3 separate regions of the Pan troglodytes genome follow, and regions 1 and 2 are each linked to region 3. Evidence: chromatin contacts called from public Hi-C data. All regions are on one chromosome and are shown on one strand. The core of a region is the stretch at or near the end of the contact, and the rest is flanking DNA. Distances in the headings are between cores, read along the strand shown. Region 1 overlaps LOC112208161 (a long non-coding RNA gene). Region 2 has its middle 140 kb from the start of ZFP36L2. Region 3 holds the start of LOC104004959 (collagen alpha-1(I) chain-like).

Region 1 (2,700 bases), core at 181-2,680, 200 kb after region 3:
TATCACGTGCAGCTGATTTCATTTGTTTGTTTTTGTTTAGAAACAGGGTCTGGCACTGTTGCCAAGGCTGGAGTGCAGTGGTGTGATCTCGGTTCACTGCAACCTCTGCCTCCTGGGCTCAAGTGATCCTCCCACTTTAGCTTCCTGAGTAGCTGGAACTACAGGCGTGTACCACCACACTGGCTAATTTTTAAAATTTTTGTAGAGATGGGGTCTCACTATACTGCCCAGGCTTAGCTGACTTTGAAGATGGAGGCAGGGGCCCCAAGCCAAGGAATGGAGGCGGCCTCTAGAAGTGGGAAAGGCAAGGAAATGGGTTCTCCCCTAGATCCTCCAGAAGGAGAGCAGCCCTGCCAACACCTTGTTTTTAGCCCAAAGATGCTGATTTTGGCCTTCTGGCCTCCAGAGCTGTATAAATTTGTGTTGCTTTAAGCCGCTAAGTTGGTGGCGATTTGTTACAGCAGCAGTGGGAAGTAAACACACCTTCCCATCATGTGGTAGGCTCCAGACTCTGCCCTACTCCCTGCAGCAAGGATTTTCAGCGTGACATGGGTAAGGGGCCTCCCTTCTGCCTGCCCCCCAGCACTGGCTGAGCTCCAGTGCAGGGCCTCAGGCCAGGAGCAGAGCTAGGCCTTGTCCAGGGCTTTCCCCTGCACTTTCCCTCATGGCCACTGCCTTTGTTCACCCATGGGTGAGTCAGCCATGGGCATGTGGTTCCCCCACTGCAGCTCTCTAACTGCCTCCCACCATACTCTGTGGCTCCACTGCCCCCCACAACAATGAGAATAATGTTTACCAGCTACAGAGAGAGAGGGAGAGGAGAGAGAGGAGAGAGAGAGAGCGCGCTCTGGAAGGCCTTCCTTCCTGGGAACTGGTTGTCAGCAACACCTGCTGTAAATGAGGTTTTAACAAATTCAGGGGCTGTGCTAAGGAAGGGGCAGGAGGTGGCCAGGTTGGGTCAGTGTGTGTGGACATGGGACAGTACAGACGACCCCACATCCCTGCCTCCTAGAATGTTGAGATGTCAAAGCATTCCCTTCCCCAGGTCACTTATTTTTCTCCTCTCTCCTTACAAGCCCAAGCATAGACAACTATGCACAAATGATGCAGGACTCACTTGCACACAGATATACACAGGGCCACAAGCAGTGCCAACATGTGCGAAGACGGAATGGGCAAACATACACGCAGAGATACCACCCAGCACACTTACAAACATGCATGCACCCACAGACACCTACACACCCACAAATGCAGATACACCCACTTCCCACACTTACATACCCCCACACGGATGCACACAAATACAGACACACCTATGCATGAGTCAAGACCACCCATGCATGTGGACCCCTGGACATCTGTGAGCAGGGCGGAAGGTGCAGGGCATCCTTCCATTCCCTCCCCCACCCCAAGCCCTCTGCTCCCTGCTCTGGAGACCTCTGCTGGTGAGGCCAGGAACGGACGGCCAGCCCCTCCTTGGCTCTGGAGCTGAGCCTCGCTGGACTGGGGTTTGGAAGGAGGGGAGATGGGAAAAGAGGGACCAACCAGGGCCACCTCCCAGGCTTTCGGCACTGCTGCCTCCACCTGGCCCAAAGGACTTTATTCACTCTCCAATTCCAGCACCGAAGGAGAGATTTCTCCTGCAAAGATCTCTCTTGGGCTTTTTGCTGACCCAGGCCCACCCTGTTCTATCAGTGGACACTTCCAGTGTTTCTGCTGCGGAGGAGGGGGTTTCCCTCTACAGAACAAGGCTCCTTCACTTTCCCATGCTGGCTCCTCACACCCCCCTCACCCCCCAGGGCTGTTTTGTGGCCGTCCTGGGCAGGCAGTCTTCCTCCCTGCTGCCCACTGGATATCTGGGTGGGCTCGTAGCTCCCTGTTCAAACCTCCACCCCCTATGGCCCCTCATAGGTCCTACCCTCCTGTTCTCAAGGGCTTTTTCTTTCCATTTTGTCCTGCAGGAAGGGGAGGAAGTGAAGATCTTCAGACTAAGATGGATGAAGCTGAATTCAGATCTCAGCTCCAAGGTAGGATGGCAGCTCTCAACAGCTCTCAGCAGCTCTTAACCTCTTGGGCAGCTAACCTAACTGCCCTCAGCCTCAGTTGCACCAGGTGGAATGGAGCTCATGATAGTGCCCTGGCAGGGAGATGAAATGAGATAACATGCTCAGTGCCCAGCACCCAGAAGCTTCCCAGGGTGCCATCTTTCGGAGGCACTCCAACATCACTGGAAATAAAAGGAGACCAAGAAAACCATATCTGCAACTCCTCTATGGGACAGTTGCATGTTTTAATGAGTGGTTTGCAATAGGGTGATTAGGGATACCCCCAAAAGAGCAGGCTAGTATAATAGCAGTCAGTCTCTAAGGAAGGTGGGGAAGGTCTCTGCAGAGTTTTTGTCTCATTGGGGTGAGAGCTGAACCGCTCAGAGGAGATGGAGTGTTGCTAACAGGGACCCTCTTCTCTGCCTACTTGGTAACGGGGACCCTCTTCTCTGTCTACTCCCTCATTCCTCCAAGCAGAGATCAGTTTCTGCTACACTAAAGTGGAACATAGTAAAAGAATATGGCTTTGGTAGGATATGAAATTATTCACCTGCCTGGAGTCTCCATGTGTTTCCACTGGGCCCTTCTTGTCAGGTAGAAGTCAGTTGGGTCTGTCTCCAGTCTTGGCACTAAAACTCTCTCCAGATCCTCC
Region 2 (2,700 bases), core at 124-2,623, 140 kb after region 3:
ACAGAGATGGGAGCAGGCGAGTGTAGACCGCCATCGTAGATCCCGGGAAGGAGTGTTACCCAGAGAGTGTGAAGGAAGGGCAGAGCCCAGGAAGGAACTTGCAGGGGGTGTGGAGTGGCTGAAGATCTGGAAGGGGAAGGTGACGGACAGATTAAGTCCTGGGGTCCTGAGACAGGGCTCCCTCTACAAGTCATGAAAAGCCCAGAGGTAGGCTCAAGAGGAGGAGGAGGAGGAGGAGGAGGGGAAGGGGCAGGGGCCATAGGCAGCCACCCCTAATCCAGTGTCACCCTTTCCTTTGCGCTCCTGGGGCAGAGGGAAGGAAACCCTCCCTAAGGGTTAGACCCTCATTAGGCTCTAATGAGAGCCTAAGTCTGGCACTTTAGAGGTGACAAAGCACTTTTGCTTCCCGTGTAGGCAGAATTCTAAATATGGCCCCCAATATTTCTATCCGAACCCCTGAACATGATAAGACATCAAGCCCATGATCATGTGAAATTATATGGCAAAGGGATTTCAAAGACATCATTAAGGATAGAAATCAGTTGACTCTGAGTCCAAGAAAAGAAAGATGAGTTGGTAGGGGCCTAATCGAATCACACGAGCCCTTTAGAAGCAGAGGGTTTTCTCTGGCTGGGGGCAGGAGAGGAAGTCACAGATGTGAAGTGTGAGGAAGGGTTCAATACATCTTGGATGACTTGAAGAAGGAGGGGACCATGTGGAAAGGACCTGAGAGAGAGCAGCTTCGAGGAGCTGATAGGGATCCCTGGCTGACCGCCACCTCAGTCCTGCAACTGCAGGAGTGGAATTCCGCCACAACCCGAATGAGCTTGCAAGGAGATGCTTTCCCAGAGCTTCTGGAAAAGAGCTTCTGATAGGAGCCAGCCAGCTCACACTTTGATTTTCAGCTTGTGAGACCCTAAGCAGAGACTACAGCTGAGCCCACCTGGACTTCTGACCTGAAGTGTGAAATAAGAAATGGGTAGTGTTTAAGCTGCTTTGTAATAATTTGTGATGCAGCAATAGAAAACGAATATACTCCACTTTCTCATTTCACCCTGAGAAGGTCTTTGGGAAGCATCTGATGACTCCCTTTGCAGATGGGACAGGCTAAGTGAGGCCCTCGGTTTGCAGGTGCCCAGCTGCGGCTCAGGGCTGAGACTAGCTGATTTTTTGGTATCACAAACGCTTTTCCCACCTGAGCGGCCACAAAGGAACCACAGGCACTCAGCCTTGGCCAGGAGCACCAGAGGTGGGGGACCTGCATCTCACACTCCCCTTTCTAAGATGCACCTCGGCAGATGCAATCCTGCTGGAGCCTGCAGGGTACAAAGCCATCCCAGCCCCGCCACCTCCCTGGAGAAGAGCAGAGCTCTTGGCAGAAACCAGAGAAGGGCAGTGACCTCAGCCTCCCCCTTCCTCTCAGATGACAAGTCTGGGCTCTGTTAAGGCAAGAGACAGGAACTGAGATCCAAGGAGCCATGAGGTTCGGCTTCCCCTCCCCCACATCCAGTAAAAAGCATTCTCTGACTTGTCGGGATGGGGATTTTTTGAATTTTATACTCGCTTTCTGAATCATTTGTTGGGCACAGTTGGGCATCTCCTAGGAGTCCAGAAATGTTGGCAGGGAGGGAGGTTTTGTTCCTGTTTTATTGATTAAAAAGCCCTAATGAAGGTTTTCTCATTCCTGCAGAGGCCTTTTCTAAAAACCTCCTTAATTCTTCCCAGATGGCGTCCAGTTCTCCCTCCCCAGCAGGGTGGGGCTTCAGAAAGTAGGAGGGCTTTGTGTCTGGCCGACTGGGGATCTCAGCTCTGTCACTTAGTCCCTGAGGGGTGCGTGGGGGCAGGCAACCTCCCCAAGCCTCAGTTTCTTCAGGAGTTTCTAAGATGCAATGAGCCAACAGATATGCACAAGGTCCCTGGCAGGCAAGAAGGAAGCACTCACTATTGCTTCCTTACCCGCGTGCCTGAGCACAACACAAGAACTACCTTGGAAATATTTTTTCGACAAAAGAAAACAATTTTGATTCTCATGACAGGCAGGCCTGGTCGGCCAGCAGCAAGAGTCTTCTGTCAGCAAAGTTTGCCTTTGTGCTTCACCTTGCCGAAGCTACTTCCTCTATCTGTGGTGCATTTCCTTCTTTCCAGCCCTCCCTGGCCAGATCCCAGGCCCTGGGAGCGGGGACACACTTGAAACCTCGGCAAGACTCTTCGAGTTCAGTATTGCAAAGGGAGGTCAGGGTTGAATGGTGGAATCCCAGGCCCTGGAGCAGATGGGCCAGTGTGGGAATATTTTCGGGCAGGGGAGGAGAATGTTGCCAAGGTCCCTCAAGGTGTCTGTCAGGTGGGGACCAAAAGCAGTGGTTGTGCAAGCCTCTCTCCTGCTTGGGTTTATCCTGACTGTCTATTTGCAGGTTTGGAGGTTTGAGCTGAATCCTCTTAGAAGTAGCTTTTGCTGTCCTTGACATTTGAGAAAAATCTGCTTGACTTCAGCAGGTCCTGGGGGCAGGGTTTGGGAATGTGGGAGTGGTTATGTGTTTGTCAGGGTGAAGGGTGAGAGGAGCTTCAGGCTCTGGGCCCTAGAATCGTTGGCCCCATGACAAGAAGATTGGAGGGTTGGTGAGGCTGTTTTCCCTGCTGTTCCCCATGGCTTCTGGGGTGTTCTGGGATGGATGGTATTTGAGGGCCAGTGCAAGTCCCTGG
Region 3 (2,700 bases), core at 129-2,628:
CAGCCCCACCTGCGCCGCGGGTTGGTCTCAGCCGGATCCTGCAGCCCTCATCGAGCAAAGGCTGGGCGCGGCGCCCCCACTGCCGGGGAGGGAAGAGGCTGGGAGGACGCAACAGGCCCAGGCTGTACCGGGCGGGGAGCCTCGGCAGGCCGCTGCACCCCCAGCCCCAGAGGGCTGGGGAAGGCCGGGCCGACCAGCAGACGGAAAGGTGGCGCTAAGTCGCCTTCAAGCCCGCACGGCTCTCCCGGCCTTTCCTCCTCTCCTCAGAGTCAGCTCCCCCGCCCGGGACGTCCCGCGCCACTCCGCGCCTTTGGCCCTGGCTCAAGGTCTTGTGATGTGATTAGCAAAGCCAGCGCCTTGTCCTCAGACACTCAGCCCTGCCCGGCAGGCCCCGGCGCTCAAGCCCTGTTTACTGAGCCTGGGCGGGGAGGGGGCGGAGAAACGAGCCCGGGCTCCACCGGCAAGACTGCCGCGGCGGCCGCCCGCGTGGCCACCCCCACCCCCACCGCGACTCCACGTGCAGTCGGGCTGGAGCCGCCACCGACTGGACGCAGGCCCCGAGCCCCCGCCTCCTGGCCGGGGCACCCTTTGCAAACCCGCCGGGCCGCGGGGATGGTTGCGATATTCTGGCATTTTGCAATTCCCGCGCCCAGTACAAAACCGAAGGTGGGAGCTAAAAGCTCCACAGGTCCGCCTCGGAGAACAGGGCAGGGAAAGACACGTCCAGGGCTGCAGAATCCCGGCCACGCTAAACGTACCGGGGCTCTCCGACCGCGCAGCCCCGGAGGAGAAGAGCCGTGCCTTCCCGCCGCCACCCGGCGGCATCCACTGGGGCCGAGAGCTACACGCCACACCGGCCGCCCGGGCCGCCGGCCCCGCCCGGAGGCCTCCAGCCCCCTCCCCGGGAGGAAAAAAATTGGCGGCGGCCAATGGGAGGCCGGGAAGGCGCCTGACGTCCGCGAGCGGGCGGGCGGCGTTGCCTGGAGACCCCGGCGGGGGCCGAGTTCTGTCCCCTCCCCCGGCGCGCCCGCCCCGCCGCAGCCGCGCTCCCGGGCTCTATATAGGGCGCGCGCTCGCAGGCCGCCGAGTTCCAGCAGTCCGCGAGCTGCCGTCGGCTCCGGGGGGGGGGGCGGGCCGGGCACCCCGGGGCGCGGAGGAGCGCTCCTCGCTTCTCTCTTTCCCCCCTGCCGCACTCCGCCGGACCCTCCCGCCGGCCCGCGCCGCTGCACTCGCCCTCTCCTCTCGCCCCCCGGCAAACTTTCGGCCCCTCCCCGCCCCTCGCCCGTTATTCGTCGTGGCTCAAGCCCGGCCACGCCGCCCCAAGGGCTTCTCCCGACCTCCCGGCCTGCCGCTCCGGCCACTGCGGGATCCAGAAACATGTCGACCACACTTCTGTCCGCCTTCTACGATGTCGACTTCTTGTGCAAGGTAGGCCAGGGAGCGGGCCCGGCCGGCAGCAGCCGTTCTAGTTCTTGGACTTTGCCTCTGTCCCCAGGTTCTGGGGGACGCCCCTCCCGCCCTGCCTTTCAGGTCGGGAAAGTCCCGGGGTTTGCAAAAGAGTGTCCGAGCGTCCTGGAGGCGGGGAGGGCGGCAAGGAAGGCGCCGGTGTCGCGGTTGAGTTTCTCCACTGCCGACCGCGGCCACGCTGCCCGGGGCTTCCCGGACAGGCTTCGCGCCGCCCACCTCGGCAGCCGGGGCGGAGGATCACGTGTCGAAACCCAGCGCGGCCCACGGTGGGCGTCCTCATCTCTCCCGCTCCGTCCAGCAAGATCTTGCTGGTTTTGCGCGTGTATAAGTGGAGGGTGGAGGCCGAGTCGGGATCCGCCAAGAGTGGGGGAAAAAAAAGGAAAAGAATCAGGCTGGGAGTTCCTCTGCGGCTCGCCCCGAGTCTGTCTTCCCCTTCAGTTTTTCATCCCTTCCCCGCTCCCCTCCCTTTGGCAGACGGAGAAATCCCTGGCCAACCTCAACCTGAACAACATGCTGGACAAGAAGGCTGTGGGGACGCCTGTGGCCGCCGCCCCCAGCTCGGGCTTCGCGCCGGGCTTCCTCCGACGGCACTCGGCCAGCAACCTGCATGCACTCGCCCACCCCGCGCCCAGCCCCGGCAGCTGCTCGCCCAAGTTCCCGGGCGCCGCTAACGGCAGCAGCTGCGGCAGCGCGGCGGCCGGCGGCCCGACCTCCTACGGCACCCTTAAGGAGCCGTCGGGGGGCGGCGGCACAGCCCTGCTCAACAAGGAGAACAAATTCCGGGACCGCTCGTTTAGCGAGAACGGCGATCGCAGCCAGCACCTCCTGCACCTGCAGCAGCAGCAGAAGGGGGGCGGCGGCTCCCAGATCAACTCCACGCGCTACAAGACCGAGCTGTGCCGGCCCTTCGAGGAGAGCGGCACGTGCAAGTACGGCGAAAAGTGCCAGTTCGCGCATGGCTTCCACGAGCTGCGCAGCCTGACTCGCCATCCGAAGTACAAGACCGAGCTGTGCCGCACCTTTCACACCATCGGCTTCTGCCCTTACGGGCCGCGCTGCCACTTCATCCACAACGCGGACGAGCGGCGGCCCGCGCCGTCGGGGGGCGCCTCCGGGGACCTGCGTGCCTTTGGCACGCGCGATGCGTTGCACCTGGGCTTCCCGCGGGAGCCGCGGCCCAAGCTGCACCACAGCCTCAGCTTCTCCGGCTTCCCGTCGGGCCACCATCAGCCC

Evidence for each region. A called contact is a pair of places that touch in the nucleus more often than the background predicts.
Region 1: a Hi-C map of stem cell-derived neural progenitor cells shows a contact between it and region 3, with 5 times the contacts expected there. The contact joins the enhancer-like site here to the promoter of LOC104004959 in region 3. A contact is called at or near these places in 3 of 7 Hi-C or Micro-C datasets (blood, induced pluripotent stem cells and stem cell-derived neural progenitor cells) and 1 of 1 datasets of contacts at active chromatin or transcription factors (stem cell-derived excitatory neurons).
Region 2: a contact with region 3 is called in a Hi-C map of stem cell-derived neural progenitor cells, with 4 times the contacts expected there. The contact joins the enhancer-like site here to the promoter of LOC104004959 in region 3. A contact is called at or near these places in 1 of 7 Hi-C or Micro-C datasets (stem cell-derived neural progenitor cells) and 1 of 1 datasets of contacts at active chromatin or transcription factors (stem cell-derived excitatory neurons).

What each region holds. Positions count from the first base shown.
Region 1 is chr12:79,699,856-79,702,555 of NHGRI_mPanTro3-v2.0_pri, forward strand. LOC112208161 (a long non-coding RNA gene) reads left to right here. Exons shown (of 8, transcript XR_008546387.2): 5 at 1,965-2,030. Among named protein-coding and RNA genes, the nearest start is that of ZFP36L2, 200 kb to the left of the region's middle. Within about 2 kb of position 1,431, at least 9 of the 24 cell types and tissues checked have an H3K27ac peak or open chromatin away from gene starts, as enhancers often do. A contact at or near this core is called in stem cell-derived neural progenitor cells, where this site is marked.
Region 2 is chr12:79,645,013-79,647,712 of NHGRI_mPanTro3-v2.0_pri, forward strand. No RefSeq gene overlaps it. Among named protein-coding and RNA genes, the nearest start is that of ZFP36L2, 140 kb to the left of the region's middle. Within about 2 kb of position 1,374, at least 7 of the 24 cell types and tissues checked have an H3K27ac peak or open chromatin away from gene starts, as enhancers often do. A contact at or near this core is called in stem cell-derived neural progenitor cells, where this site is marked.
Region 3 is chr12:79,500,121-79,502,820 of NHGRI_mPanTro3-v2.0_pri, forward strand. It overlaps LOC104004959 (collagen alpha-1(I) chain-like), which reads right to left and starts at 1,379. Exons shown (of 3, transcript XM_063789922.1): 1 at 1-1,379. The coding sequence starts at 1,379. The coding sequence ends at 399. ZFP36L2 (ZFP36 ring finger protein like 2) reads left to right here and starts at 1,294. Exons shown (of 2, transcript XM_515435.8): 1 at 1,294-1,428; 2 at 1,942-2,700. The coding sequence starts at 1,378.